Linked DNA regions of Mus musculus: regions 2, 3 and 4 are each linked to region 1. The links are chromatin contacts, called in public ChIA-PET and HiChIP or PLAC-seq maps. All regions are on one chromosome and are shown on one strand. The core of a region is the stretch at or near the end of the contact, and the rest is flanking DNA. Distances in the headings are between cores, read along the strand shown. Region 1 has its middle 120 kb from the start of Gm40750. Region 2 has its middle 15 kb from the start of Gm34346. Region 3 overlaps Gm34346 (a long non-coding RNA gene). Region 4 has its middle 29 kb from the start of Gm34297.

Region 1 (3,231 bases), core at 495-2,994:
TCATGATGTCACTTTTGAAAGTGAGTTAATAAATTAATTTTTAAAATGAAAATGAAAATAGATAATTAATTAATTGTATGGTACTAAGGACTGAGCCCAGGACCTTGGGCTTGCTAAGAAAGCACTTTGTTAACTGGGCGACCTCCCTGCAGTCATAAGGCCAGTATATGACCTAGAAAATTCGTGATCTTGTGCTTTACTGAATGACATGCTTTAGTGATTGGCACTTTCCCATTAAATAATTTATACAAGTGTTGCAGTTCTGCATTTTCCTAAGTCATATACTCAGATGTTAGTGATGAAAAGCTCTGAAATTCTTTGAAAGGGAACTTACTTGCAATCCCCACTTGCTTTGTAGACAAGAAAAAAAAAAGTCAATGGTAAATAATGTAACTTAGGGCCAGAAACCTGCTTCTCAGAGATTTCGTTTCCAAGATATTGACAGAATGCCTTCACACTCCTAAGCAAAGTTTAAAGATGACATTCCATCAAAGGCAGACTGTTTTCTTTTAAAAGCACCGCAAAAAAAGCCCACGTTGCCTTTTACAGACGAAGATAACAGCTTAACCAAGACAGAAAGTTGTGAGTGGTTGTTTATCGATGGCTATTGCTATTGTAGCAGGACACAGTGTCTACTAACCCCAGGCCTGTTCCAGGGAACTTTATGTTTTCTTCACCAAGAGAAAGCACAGAGCTGGTTCCCTGAATGTCAGGGCACCATCCTCTGCACGGAAAATGGAACAAAGAATCTTGTTTTTTTTTTTTTTTGTTTTGTTTTTTCCATGTGCTTCTGTCTCTTTGTAACTTTGCATTTGTGCCGTGTCCCCATTGTGACCCCATTGTCCTTTCTTTTGTATTTTTAAAAAAATTTAATCTCCCCGAGAGGCTATCAAGTTCTAATTGATTTCATAAGGCAGTGAAATAACAAAAAATGTTATTATTTTTTTTTTCTTGAGGGATTTGGAGCCCTGTAAAAAGTGCTTTCTGGTTTTGTGACCCCTTTCATTTCTATTTCGCCATTCAAAATATAAGAATAACAAAAAAAAGTTTCTTTGGAAGGTTATTAGTGGATTATACAAAATATGGTCTGAGAAAGTGCGAGTTTTTTTCCCGTCTCTAGAAATGCATGTTTTTTTGCACGTGCAATCTGCATTGCTTTAATCTCAGCTCTTGATGGCTCGTTGCTGAATATCTGCTCAGGTTTTCATTCTCCCCATCGATGCTCACTCTTAATGGAGTCTGTTTTTCGCTCTTACTCTGTATTCTATTTACCATTTTCTCCAAGAACGTTTTTCCAATTCCCTTTTGCTGGGGAATAAGTTAAAAGTGCCACAGAGTTCATTTAAGAAGCAATAAAGGAGTTAGTCAGCAAATGAAAGAATAGTAAAATAAAGAGACTCATTTAAACTGCTTACAATCTTGCAAAGAAAGATAAAAAACCAATTTGACAGATCATGGAATTTGAAGCAATAAAACTTGGAAGCTGCCACTCATATTAGCTTGGACCCCACCTAGAAGCCCTTTGGACGAGTGTGAATGGAATGTGCCCGTTGACTCAATCCGGGCGGGCGAGCGTGAGGGACTTTTAGTGTGTCTCTTCCTGTACTTTGCTGATTTCCCTGGGACATTCGCTTAGGAGGGCAAGCTGGATTCTATGGTAACCAGAGAACTACACTGACCCTGTTGCCAGGAAAGGTATGAAACACAAAACCAAAACAAAGCAGGCAGGAAGGAAGGGGCTTCCCCCTACGGCTGACTCGAGAGATGTCAGAGGAAACATAAAAACACAACTGTGAAGCGCCAGCACAGTGTTTTCATATTTATAGAGAAGTGACTCGGGTAAAGCAAGAACTAGTATATGGTAAAAACAGCCGGTCCCCTCCCTCAGCACGGAGGGCTGTTTTTTATCCCACAAGCAAACATTTCCATGCCACTGTTGAATAGCTAGGATTTATGGAGAACTGATTTTATCCTAGGGACTTCTGTTTAATTCACAGTCCCCTTTAAAGGTAATCTTCATTTTGTCTTCTAGGTTCATCTGAATTCAATTTAGTTAATTAATCTCAGTATCGCCATACAAAGACCGGTAGTGGTCCATCCGCAGCTTGGTCCAGAGAAATCTCTTTGATAGCTCTTTAAATACTTGCAATTGTGCAACAAATAGCAGTAGTACTCCGTATCTGTTGGCTTGTGGAATGAGGTTAGGAGCATGCTCTGTTCACTGGTCCAACCCAGGAACCTAGTTCAATTCCTGACCCGTTGTACCTAAAGAGACATCTGTAGAATGGCTGACATTTCAGGAGTCTGGGCTTCAGGGAAGTGGTTCCTTTTCCATTGTTTCTAACTTGTAGCAGCAAGGCCAGAGGTCTGTCACTAGCTACTGCCTGGGAGGTTGTTTTTGCCAAGAATTTGGAGTACATAGACACGCCCACTTTTGGCTATCAATCACAATCCAGTATTTTAAAAGAGAGAAATCAAGTTTTCGTTCCATTTTAAGAGGTTGCCTAGGCACACACAGTCATGCAAATAGGTCATGTTAATTTTTGAAGTGACGACATTAAGAACCGGGCAGGACCAGTTTCCTAAGTTTTACCTGCATACTGGTTAGACAAAGATCCTTCAAATCTTCTATTCCATATTAAGTGTTCATAAAATTATTACTTTCTCTCCCTTTTCAGTTTAACAATGAGCTCTTTGTAGTCAACAGAATTCTCCTTTCTCCATCCTCCCACCTTAGATCCTAGTTTTCATTGCAAGAGCTTAAGGAATGCATGTTAAATGAGTTATAGTGCCATCATTTTTATGATGTTGGGCTGGGCAATGTTCTTCACTCTTTTGTATGTGACATTATAGTCTAGATTAGGCTGTAGTAACCACCTTAAACTTTCTTTTACATTCCTGGTCCCCTAAAGTGCTTCGCTTTGTACCATCACATAGGGATTACTGCCTTGTGATGATGGCATTAAATATCCAGGTTTCAGGGGTTCTAATAGCAAGAGATTAGAAGGAAGGCAAGCACAACTCAAGCTAAGAAAGCATTGGTCCAGAGTGTCGTTCACTTTACCTTAGCCGGCACTGGTCACACGATCACATTTTCACATAAAACCTCAGCAGACCATGGAAAGTGTAATCTCACATCTAACTCAAAGTGAAAGAGAAGTAGATATTAGGGAATATAAATGAAATCTATCATGGAGCAATCATCTTTGTCAGACTTTGTAAAGGGGGATG
Region 2 (3,231 bases), core at 528-3,027, 210 kb before region 1:
CTTCATCAGTTCTAAGACAGACTGAGTTCCAGACTGAGGCACTGCCTTCAAACAAATGAAGGCACAATCACCATCAATACGAATAACAACACGGGGAATGCAGAAATAGAGAGACACACTCAAGGAGAAACATTTAAAGATTTGTTTTCTATAAGGCTCCGCTCTCCACTGATGGCTGTACTTACAAAGGTTATTTCTCTTGTTGGTTATTGATACCAGTTGAAACATCTGAAGCAAATAAAATACGTTAAAGATTAAATATGTATGTATGTATGTATGTAATTGTGTGTATGTATATCCTTGTTGATAATCCTGAGTGGTGTATGGGGAAGAATAAAAAAGAGAAATGAGATAGAATAGTAAGAGAGTTAAAAAATGATATATTTAAATATATAAGAGGAATACAAACACATAAGAGAGGCTAACAACTTAGGGGGTAAGATAAAAGAATAGAAAATAGAGAACTCCCGTTTAGGACAAATGCTTGAGCAATGTATAACACACACACACACACACACACACACTGAAAATTTTATACATATAAAACTTTCTATTGTATATGCACATGGTTCCTATAAACACTGTAACCGACTTAACTCTACAGATATGGGTAAAAACATATTTTGGATTTGGCATTAAATATCTACTGAAGCTAAAATTGTCACATTTAATCAATTGCCATTAATCCAGACAACTAGAACGTATTGATCTAGGAAGGAGCCCAATGGCAAAACCATTTTCCAAAAAGAGACAAAGTCTTTGTAGGAGAAACACAAGGTGCGACTCCATCAGCAGCAAATAAAAATAGTGGAGCCCCCAAAGGGCCTGTGCAGTAAGATGAAATGATTGAAAACTCCAAGCTCTCTTTCGGTTTGGGCAAGTTCTTGGTCAACATTCAAGAGGTTTATTTCTGGAGGTGTTCTGTTTCTTCCTTGCTGCTGGTGTTGTTTTAAAGAGCAGGTACTTTCCTGCAACCCAGGCTCCTTCTTCCTGTTGCTTCATCCCAGCCTCATTTCTGCAGAGATCTTGAGTCTCCTTCTCATGCTATACAGTTGAAGGATAGTTGACAGTATGAATTCTAGGGATCCAACTAGTGAGGGACATAGTTTTAATTAGCAAGCAGTCACTCCTCTGGTGGGTCTCAAATAATAGAACATTTAGGAACTTACTCCACTGATGTGTTTAATTCTTTCGTTCCAAAATAGCTCAATTCTTATGTTACCATGGAATGACTTTTCATTGTGCAAACATTTCTCTTGTCTGTTTGGTTCCTCCTCCTAAAAAGGGATGTGTAGCAATTGCCCAGTTCACATTATTGTGGTGGTGATGGTGACTCAGGACATTGAAAGACATGTGACTTTCGGACTTTTCCCCCCCATGTCATTTTCCACTATAGTTCACGTAGTGCATGCACTAATTGCAGGCATCTCATGTAATAATTTGTAAAGTTTTCCATGACTGCAGAGATGCCCAGACTTTTAATACTCTATGTGGACAAAAGTCCATTTTCCTCTGTTGTTGCTTCCTTGTTTGGCTGCCAAGCTTGCTGATAGCAACCTAATGAGCAGAGAGTAAACTATTATTGCTTTAATTGGTCTCCACTGCTAACTCTTAGGAGGCTTTTAGAAATGCATTTATTATATAATTAAGAGATTTGTGATTCCTTTTAAGTTATCGGCCATAAAAGGCCTGGTTTAATATCATAATTACAGTCACTTCTCTTGTTGCTCTGGGTCAGCAGTCTAGTCTCACCCTTAGAGATTGGTTTTTCAAAGTCAAGTTGTTCCTGTTAGAGCGTTTCATTCACAACCCAACTTCCGGTGCGCTTCTCATTTGTAAAAACCACAACCTCACCAATTCCACGAAGATTAAAATCACCGGTCTGTTTGTGTCCGTTTCTCATTTACTACTCTGATTCTCACATCTATGGCTTTAGAGATGCTCCACTTTAATACTCAAAGCTGTAGCTTGGTAATTTAGGCCACGGTAAAGTATATGCTAGGGAAATGTTCTGAGTTTAAAATATGGACCTGACAAAGAGAACATTTTTAGATGTCAAGAAAGTTTTCTTCTATTGTGTTTGTTGCATATCTATTGTGTCTAAGCCTTTATTCTGAACCCTCTTGCCCTTGCTTTCTGACTACTTTATGTTTTGTTTTTCTTGAGCATGGCTGGATTCTTCCTTGGTGCTTGTGTAAGGTGGTCTACCTCCCTTGTCAACAGGCCCGCTTACAGTTTGGAATCTTGGATTGCCGCGTCTTAACTCTATCTCTCTACTCTGACAGCACAGAACTTGATCATAGTAGGTAAATACAGTTGATGTTCTTTGTTACTTGATGGGGAATTAGCTAGTGAAAGATTTAAAGTAGTGGTGTAAGAACTGGGCTTGGCAGGGCTCCCAGTGGAGGAGCTAGAGAAAGTACCCAAGGAGCTAAAGGGATCTGCAACCCTATAGGTGGAACAACATTATGAACTAACCAGTACCCTGGAGCTCTTGACTCTAGCTGCATATGTATCAAAAGATGGCCTAGTCGGCCATCACTGCAAAGAGAGGCCCATTGGACACGCAAACTTTATATGCTCCAGTACAGGGGAATGCCAGGGCCAAAAAGGGGGAGTGGGTGGGTAGGGGAGTGGGGGTGGGTGGATATGGGGGACTTTTGGTATAGCATTGGAAATGTAAATGAGCTAAATACCTAATTTAAAAAAAAAAAAAAAAAGAACTGGGCTTGGTGGCTCATACTTGTAATCCCAGGATGAGATGGAGGCAGGAGGATCACTATGAGTTAGAGGTTAGTCTAGGCTACACATTGAGACACTCTGTCTCAATAGAACTCTCTCAAACCATCTGATTAAACCCTATTGGTGGTAAAAATATTCATGCTACTAACACTGGTAACATTGTGAAGGCTAGAAATGCCAGTTATCTTATTGGTACCATGGCCCCTCCCCTGTGATACTTAGAACTTGGAATTAGACTCTCCTTTGTTTTCCTTTCTAATGTTATATTATAGATCATTCCGATTTCAGTTTTAAGTAAAATGAACGTGACTTATAAAGCCACTTCTATAATCAATGAAAAATTGTGTTGACAGTTTCCTATTATTAATTTACTAGTGGTAACCTTGATTTTGTTTAAAGAATTTGTTCCATTGTTCACACTAGGTTGGATAGCAACTAAACTGGTCGAGAGACAGATAAATCTATGTTACTGTAGCACTTTCTTTTCCT
Region 3 (3,231 bases), core at 296-2,795, 190 kb before region 1:
CACACTTTTTTTTAATGGCCTGTTTGAAAGTAACTTACAGGCATTCTGTCATGCCCAAGCATACTTAACCTACATCTTTTAAGAATTAGACTACTATCCTACAAAACAAATCTCATATACAAGATAACTAATAATAATTTAAAAACCTGTTATCTCATATGCTATCTATATTTAAAATGTGGGACTGGCACCTAATATCATTTTTAGCTATTTTATACTTTGAAGGTACTGATCTAGAATACTGTGTGATATTTGAGTACAGTATCTTCCATCTCTTTGAATAGAGCTATTTTCCATTTTGAAAAAGGATACTGTTTTTGAAAAGTCCGGGTCACTTGTCATAGAGAGAGTCCTAAATTCTGTTTGTTTGATTGCTTCTTCAGAATTAGATTTAGGTTAAAGTCTTTTCAGTGTTTTGGGCAGTAATAGCACACAGGTGAATGTCAGGTTATGGTCCTGTGTTGAGGGACTGAACATTTAACTTCATCAAGGCGAGAAGTTCAAGATTCTTCATTGTGGGACCACACTTTCTCATCTTAGGTTAATGTGTTTTGTGGAGTGTTTCTGAGCCTAAAACATCAGCATCCAGGGAGGATCTTTACCTGGATTTGTTACTTCAGCGGTGGGTGCCAAATCCCCATTATCTCTCCTTGTTTCTGTTGTGCCAGGATCTTACACCCCTGGGACTCTGCAGTTGTAAAAGATGCAGGAAGCCAACTATGGAGTTAGATGCAGGTGAAGGAATGGCTCAGGTGATGCCAGGGTCCACCAGTGCTAGGCAGGGCATGTAATGGTGAAGCAAATCTGCTACTCTGGTGACAGTGAGTTTCAATTCTGTCACTTTGGGTGGAGACAGTTTCCATAGCTTAGCTTTTCTTTCTTTCTGTTTTTAAAAGTGTTTTTAGGGGAAGAACAAAAGGATTAAACCAACACAACCTCTTTAGCACCGTTTTCTCTCCTTTTTGCTCCCTTTCCCTCCCCTCTCATTCCCTGATCTTTCATCAAAGGCACTAAATGTATGTTTAAAAATTTTCTCCAAGTTTTTTACTCTTTCATCTATCTCTTCTAATCGACCAGTTCTTAACATTGTTTTCTTCTGGCACAATTGTCCTGCTGGCTTTTCTTGGTAGAACAAGGACTTGAGGAAGTTGGAAGCAGTTTTTCACTTTGATTTTCTTTTTTTTTTTTTTTCTTTTTAGGAAGTAACTTTTAGTTATGACATATATGGTCCCAGCTCAGCTCTTCACATCAGAAAATACATAGTTTTGGAAAAAAATAATATATTTTAAGAGTTATCACAGTATTTTTCTCCAGTAATTGTCAGCATCCCAGCTGTACCCTGTTTTTTTTTAAAAAAAAAAAGCATTGTTCTGCCAGCTACATACATTCTTTTACTAAAGCTGAAAAATGGAAAGCTCTCTCTCTCTCTCTCTCTCTCTCTCTCTCTCTCTCTCTCTTTCCTGGTAGTGTCTAACCACATATCTGAACTCTGGTTTCACATAGGCAGTTGTTGATGCTCAGCAGATACATGTTATGTACAAAAGTCATGCTGCCAGGGTATGGAAATTAGGGTGAGGACCTCTGAGAAGGTGTCTACTTAACTCGCCAGTCATCTAGTTTCTATGGTAACGATGACAAACAACTGGGCGTAGTGGAACACCCTGTAAACCAGAACTGGGGAGGCAGAGGCAAGATGATTGCAAATTTGAGGTCAACCCAGGATTACATAAAAAGTTCCAGGCTAGCCTGAGCTACAAGATAAGACCCTATGAAAAACAAAAAACCCAAATAAACAAATAACAACATATGCTCTCTCTCTCTCTCTCACACACACACACACACCAATAAATGTGAAAAAGAAATAAAATTTAAAAAGTGAACCCTGGCAATGATACACACACACACAGAGAGAGAGAGAGAGAGAGAGAGAGAGAGAGAGAGAGAGAGAGAAGAGAGAGAGAGAAACAGACAGGCAGACAAACAGACACAGAGAGAGATAGAGAGAGTCAGTATATGTGTGTATGTATGGACATCAGAAGATCATGGTCAGTTGGTCAGGTTTGGTGGCATCTTTGCCTGTTGAGACATCTCTGGCCACTCACTTTATTATTTAAAGAAATAGTTCCCCCTCCCCACACCCAGTGCAGTGTATTTACAAAATAGTCTTTTTAAAAAAAATCCTACAACCTCCAAATGTACTCTTAACAGTTCTGTCTAAATAATTTATAACCCAAAATTATAATAATGCTATAGAATATGATATAGTTTTTACATTGAAAGGTGTCGTTTTGTGATCTGATAAACTTTCAATTCAACTCTTTGCACAAAGTTTAGAGAATAAAGTGGTGCGGAAGGATAGGAGACGGTCTCCCTCAGTACATTCCACAGCATTGCTTGTCAGAGTGTTTCAAGGGTTAGGAAGGAGATGAGCCCTTTCTCAGAGATGTACTTGACCCTGTGTCTGCCTTGTTTTTCCGGGTAAAGGACACTAGTTTAATCCCTACAATCCTTCCGCGGCTTGACATAGAGTATATCACACAGGGTAGGTGAGGTTTGAAGATCCTTCTAAAACCTACTTAATATTAACCAGGAGTTTTATAATCCTAATTGCCTGTAAACATTATTTCTTCTATGTATTAAACTAACGCAACATGAAGCATGTATTTAAATAGCAAAACATCTTGAAAACAGTGACCCTTATGCTCCATAGAGGTCACTTCTGAAATTAAAATTTAGTGACTCTATGCTGGATGTTAAGGCTTACATCAAATGATTTTTAAAGGTGGTTTCAACTTTAAAATAATAAAAGTCCAGCTGTTAGTAAAATCTTATTTTCAACATTAAATATGATAGCATGTGGTAAATATATAAGTAAAAACTAAATATGTGGTTGTCTAATATGAATGTAATTTTAAGAGTAATTAAAATGAATTTTAGTTTTAAAATGACATTTTATTTTATGCTGAAAAATAACATTTAGAATTGAAAATTTACTATTTTATTATATCCAAAATGTTTAATGGATTTATGATTCAGATGTTTTGATTATAAGTTTTGAGAATTTACTTAGTGTTTTGAAGTTAAAACAAGAGCTCAGTGGTACATGTCTAATTTTGGCATTCAGGAGGCTGAGGCAGAAAGACCTTGGGTATAAGGATAATCTGGCTGTATATTGACAATCTGCTTCGGGCTGGAGAGATGGCTCAGCCATTAAAGGCTAGGTTCACAACT
Region 4 (3,231 bases), core at 306-2,805, 180 kb after region 1:
CTCCTCCCATCTGTGCTGTATCAGGATTTCACTAGGTTTAGACTTTCCTCTCTTTTCCCCTCAGTGCCTTTCAGATATGTAAAACTGCTTCGAAGGCGTTCACTTAATGGAAATAAAGCTTCTTAAAAGCTGTGACTGGGAAATCGGGGTCTCTTGAAAAATCACAAGAAACGTTGCTTAGTACGAATTAGTTTGGGTTGGCTAGGTTATAGTGCAATGAGGAATGTCATACCCTTACACACGTAAGGTTTCTCAATGATTGGCTAGGGTCTTTAGGTTCCCTTGTCATTATTGGCCACACTTGGTGATTCTTTTTATATCCAGAATATTACCGTTAAGTAGAAGTGAAACAAAGGAGCTTATGGAAGCATTCAGAGTGTTTAATAAACCTTCTGCTTGGAAATGACTCTCATAATACGCATTCGTTGGCCAAAGGGAATCATATGGACACAGTTGACCTCATTATGATGCAATGGGAAGGGGTATGGAAATAAGTCATCTTATAGTCCTTATGCTCCAGGTACTTACAAGAATTTCATTCATTATATAGTCTAAATATAGCATCAAATGTAATTACCAAGATACATTTATTAATTTTTACTCTGTGCTAATATAGGTGGCCTTGATTTATGAAAATGGATACAGATGGTGCCTGATTTCCAATGGTTTGTCATGTTGTCTTTCAACTCCATGAGGGTAGGAGGTAATATGCATTTGTTAAAAAGAATGCCTTGAATTTTGATCTTTACTTGAGCTAGCAATATATAGTACTACACTCTCTTAGAGTACTATATCTCTTGATAGATGGTGACAGGGAACTTCATCTCCCGATAGCTGTGCAGTCATAAGGAGAAACCACTGATAAACTGTAATGCACTATGTTGCTGACCCAGCTATACTGAAAGCACTTGAGAGGGTGAGGGAGGAAGGGATCAATTGTAAGAGAATAGGGCATTTTATAAACAAACACTCAAGTCAATTGGGTAACGTTTCTATGTATGAAAATATATCTTATGAGTATGTCTGAGTGTCAGAAAAAGACTAGTCAGATTTATTGAGAACCTGATAAGTTGGCCTTCACTATTTCTCTTAAAATTGACATTCCCTCTCTCCGTTTATCCCTCCACAGACAATCAGACATCATTCCCTGCTCTTTCCAGGAAGTGGTAAGCTTTTCAGCAGTCTGCAACCAGTATAATCCTGCTTCTAATTTTAGGGGTTTAAATCCTGGCTTCAAAGGTCCTCAGGCAGTAGACTGAGGAGATTGCAGGGAGTGGAGAGGATTAGCCTTGGGTAGCTGCATGACAAAGCTGTCTCTTCATTCCAGATAAGAGCGAGAGAGGCTGCGATGGATGATTCCTTTCACATACATCTGTCTTCCAGACCTCTTCATGAACTCAAAGGGCTGAAAATGACTCCCTGACAGTACACCCACTTTTGCATTCTACCGCTTCCTTTCATTTCTGTGCTGGAATGTGAACGGGGTGGGGAATGGGGTCTAATCTTGTGTCCTGATGCACAGTGAAATTTCACCACTGGGATTTTCATCATGGTGTGTCATCATGCAGTCACACCCAGTGACACATCCAGCCACTCCACCCCACCCAGTGGGTGGGAGAATAGCTCCCATATCCTTTCACACTTTGAGGAAAGACCTCAACATTTTTTTTTTTTTTTTTTTACACTGCATACTGGGATGACTCACAGAAGATGTTTTTATCAGCATCCTTCAACTGAGGCACCCTGAGTTTGTGTACTTGAAGTCTGAATGCAAGTCGCTGTGTGCTTTGACAGAAACGCAAGCCCCCTCCTTGAGTGTTGGATTACGTGTGTTTACACTAGTCCTCCCTTGGGATTTCTTTTTTGGGATACTGATTTGGTAAGGAGGAAAATGGCCTTAATTATTTCCTCTCTAAAACTCTGTTAGGCACCTGCATTGAATACAGGTGTTTTGTATTTAATTTACTTAAAGAAACAAAGGGACCAGCAACCAGTACTATTGCCATTTTTTTTCTATTAACTTTATTAAGATGAGAAAGCATGTTTTTGTGGTCTCAAGTAGTGAGAGCAAAAAAAAAATTCCCTTAATATCTACAAAGCTTAATATTCTCTCTCTCTCTCTCTCTCTCTCTCTCTCTCTCTCTCTCTCTCCCTCCTGTCTGTCTCTGTTTTCCTCTCTTTCCTCCCTCAAATTGTTTGTTGTCTATAGCTTTTTCTATAGAGATGGCCCCTGTGAGGTTTCTCCCATCTACGCAAGGATGCCGACTCTTGTTGAAATGTTCAGGTCCTGTTTAGGCAATCATGTTGTTGAGATCTCATAGATATTTTCCCGTCATAGTGAATGTTATCCAATAAAGTGGTCAGCTCAAGACACATATCCATGCAAGGAACACTGCACGGACTCATCAGTGTGTGTGTGTGTGTGTGTGTGTGTGTGTGTGTGTGTGTGTGTGTGTGTATTAACAATGGTTAAAGAACAAGAAGTTGTGAATTAAGAAAGGAGGTTGAACATAGGAGGAGTAGGAGAAAGAAAGTTGTAATGAGATTTATAAAAGACTCTTTTTTTAATGTCTAAAGTAAACACTCACAAGCACATACACTCGCTAAAAGCTCCTGAGGCCAGCAAAGGCTTACAGAGTGAGGGCATCTCACAATGAAATGAAAGCTTAAATCTAAACACTCTAACACTGCATGTGTTCATCTTCCACAGGACATTATACCATGTTAGGACAATGTGTTTAGCTGTCTTTCCTCTGACAAGATAGAGTACAACTCACGAAAGTACGAGAGGGGGTTACTATGTTGTCTTAATTATATCTTTATACACATTAGATGAGAGCATTGCTCTATAGAACACTATTCCTTGGCAAGACACAAACTCTTCAGTGTAATTTTACCTTTGAAGTCCCTTGTGCATATTTTTGAGACAGTTCATTGGAAACTTTACCATTATTTCTACAATTTAGATAATAAAAATATAAAGTGCTTCTCAAATAACTAATTTCAGGAGTCAATTCTAGTCGACTCCATGCTGAAAGTGAAATGTGTTTAATTTTTATGTTTGGTTGGGGCCCTGCTCAGATAAAATATTACCTAAAACTAGAATCATGACAAAACCCACATAATCAGAAATATTCATTTTCTCAAAAAAGCCCTACTTATTTGAGATGGTAGCTGGTAATAAAAATGGCTAATATGAGTGCAATGCTTACTGTGATCTGGGAACTTTAC

Evidence for each region. ChIA-PET counts read pairs in DNA pulled down with a chosen protein or histone mark. HiChIP or PLAC-seq counts read pairs in DNA pulled down with a chosen protein or histone mark.
Region 2: a contact with region 1 is called in an RNA polymerase II ChIA-PET map of memory CD8 T cells, with 164 read pairs. The contact joins two enhancer-like sites. A contact is called at or near these places in 8 of 39 promoter capture datasets (the 3T3-L1 cell line, 3T3-L1-derived adipocytes, the HPC-7 cell line and 4 more), 4 of 484 Hi-C or Micro-C datasets (CD8 T cells, granulosa cells and uterus), 2 of 115 datasets of contacts at active chromatin or transcription factors (effector CD8 T cells and memory CD8 T cells) and 1 of 9 other capture datasets (embryonic stem cells).
Region 3: an RNA polymerase II ChIA-PET map of memory CD8 T cells shows a contact between it and region 1, with 203 read pairs. The contact joins two enhancer-like sites. A contact is called at or near these places in 2 of 484 Hi-C or Micro-C datasets (CD4 T cells and CD8 T cells), 3 of 115 datasets of contacts at active chromatin or transcription factors (effector CD8 T cells, memory CD8 T cells and pancreatic cancer cells) and 1 of 9 other capture datasets (embryonic stem cells).
Region 4: a contact with region 1 is called in a FOXA1 HiChIP or PLAC-seq map of pancreatic cancer cells. The contact joins two enhancer-like sites. A contact is called at or near these places in 6 of 484 Hi-C or Micro-C datasets (CD4 T cells, embryonic fibroblasts, myocytes and 3 more) and 2 of 115 datasets of contacts at active chromatin or transcription factors (fibro-adipogenic progenitors and pancreatic cancer cells).

What each region holds. Positions count from the first base shown.
Region 1 is chr10:98,682,839-98,686,069 of GRCm38.p6, reverse strand. No RefSeq gene overlaps it. Among named protein-coding and RNA genes, the nearest start is that of Gm40750, 120 kb to the left of the region's middle. Within about 2 kb of position 1,744, at least 156 of the 459 cell types and tissues checked have an H3K27ac peak or open chromatin away from gene starts, as enhancers often do. A contact at or near this core is called in CD8 T cells, effector CD8 T cells, memory CD8 T cells and 1 more, where this site is marked.
Region 2 is chr10:98,896,302-98,899,532 of GRCm38.p6, reverse strand. No RefSeq gene overlaps it. Among named protein-coding and RNA genes, the nearest start is that of Gm34346, 15 kb to the right of the region's middle. Within about 2 kb of position 1,777, at least 62 of the 459 cell types and tissues checked have an H3K27ac peak or open chromatin away from gene starts, as enhancers often do. A contact at or near this core is called in CD8 T cells, effector CD8 T cells and memory CD8 T cells, where this site is marked.
Region 3 is chr10:98,876,410-98,879,640 of GRCm38.p6, reverse strand. The region is part of intron 2 of Gm34346 (a long non-coding RNA gene); the gene reads left to right. Among named protein-coding and RNA genes, the nearest start is that of Gm34346, 4.7 kb to the left of the region's middle. Within about 2 kb of position 1,545, at least 49 of the 459 cell types and tissues checked have an H3K27ac peak or open chromatin away from gene starts, as enhancers often do. A contact at or near this core is called in CD8 T cells, effector CD8 T cells and memory CD8 T cells, where this site is marked.
Region 4 is chr10:98,507,000-98,510,230 of GRCm38.p6, reverse strand. No RefSeq gene overlaps it. Among named protein-coding and RNA genes, the nearest start is that of Gm34297, 29 kb to the left of the region's middle. Within about 2 kb of position 1,555, at least 61 of the 459 cell types and tissues checked have an H3K27ac peak or open chromatin away from gene starts, as enhancers often do. A contact at or near this core is called in pancreatic cancer cells, where this site is marked.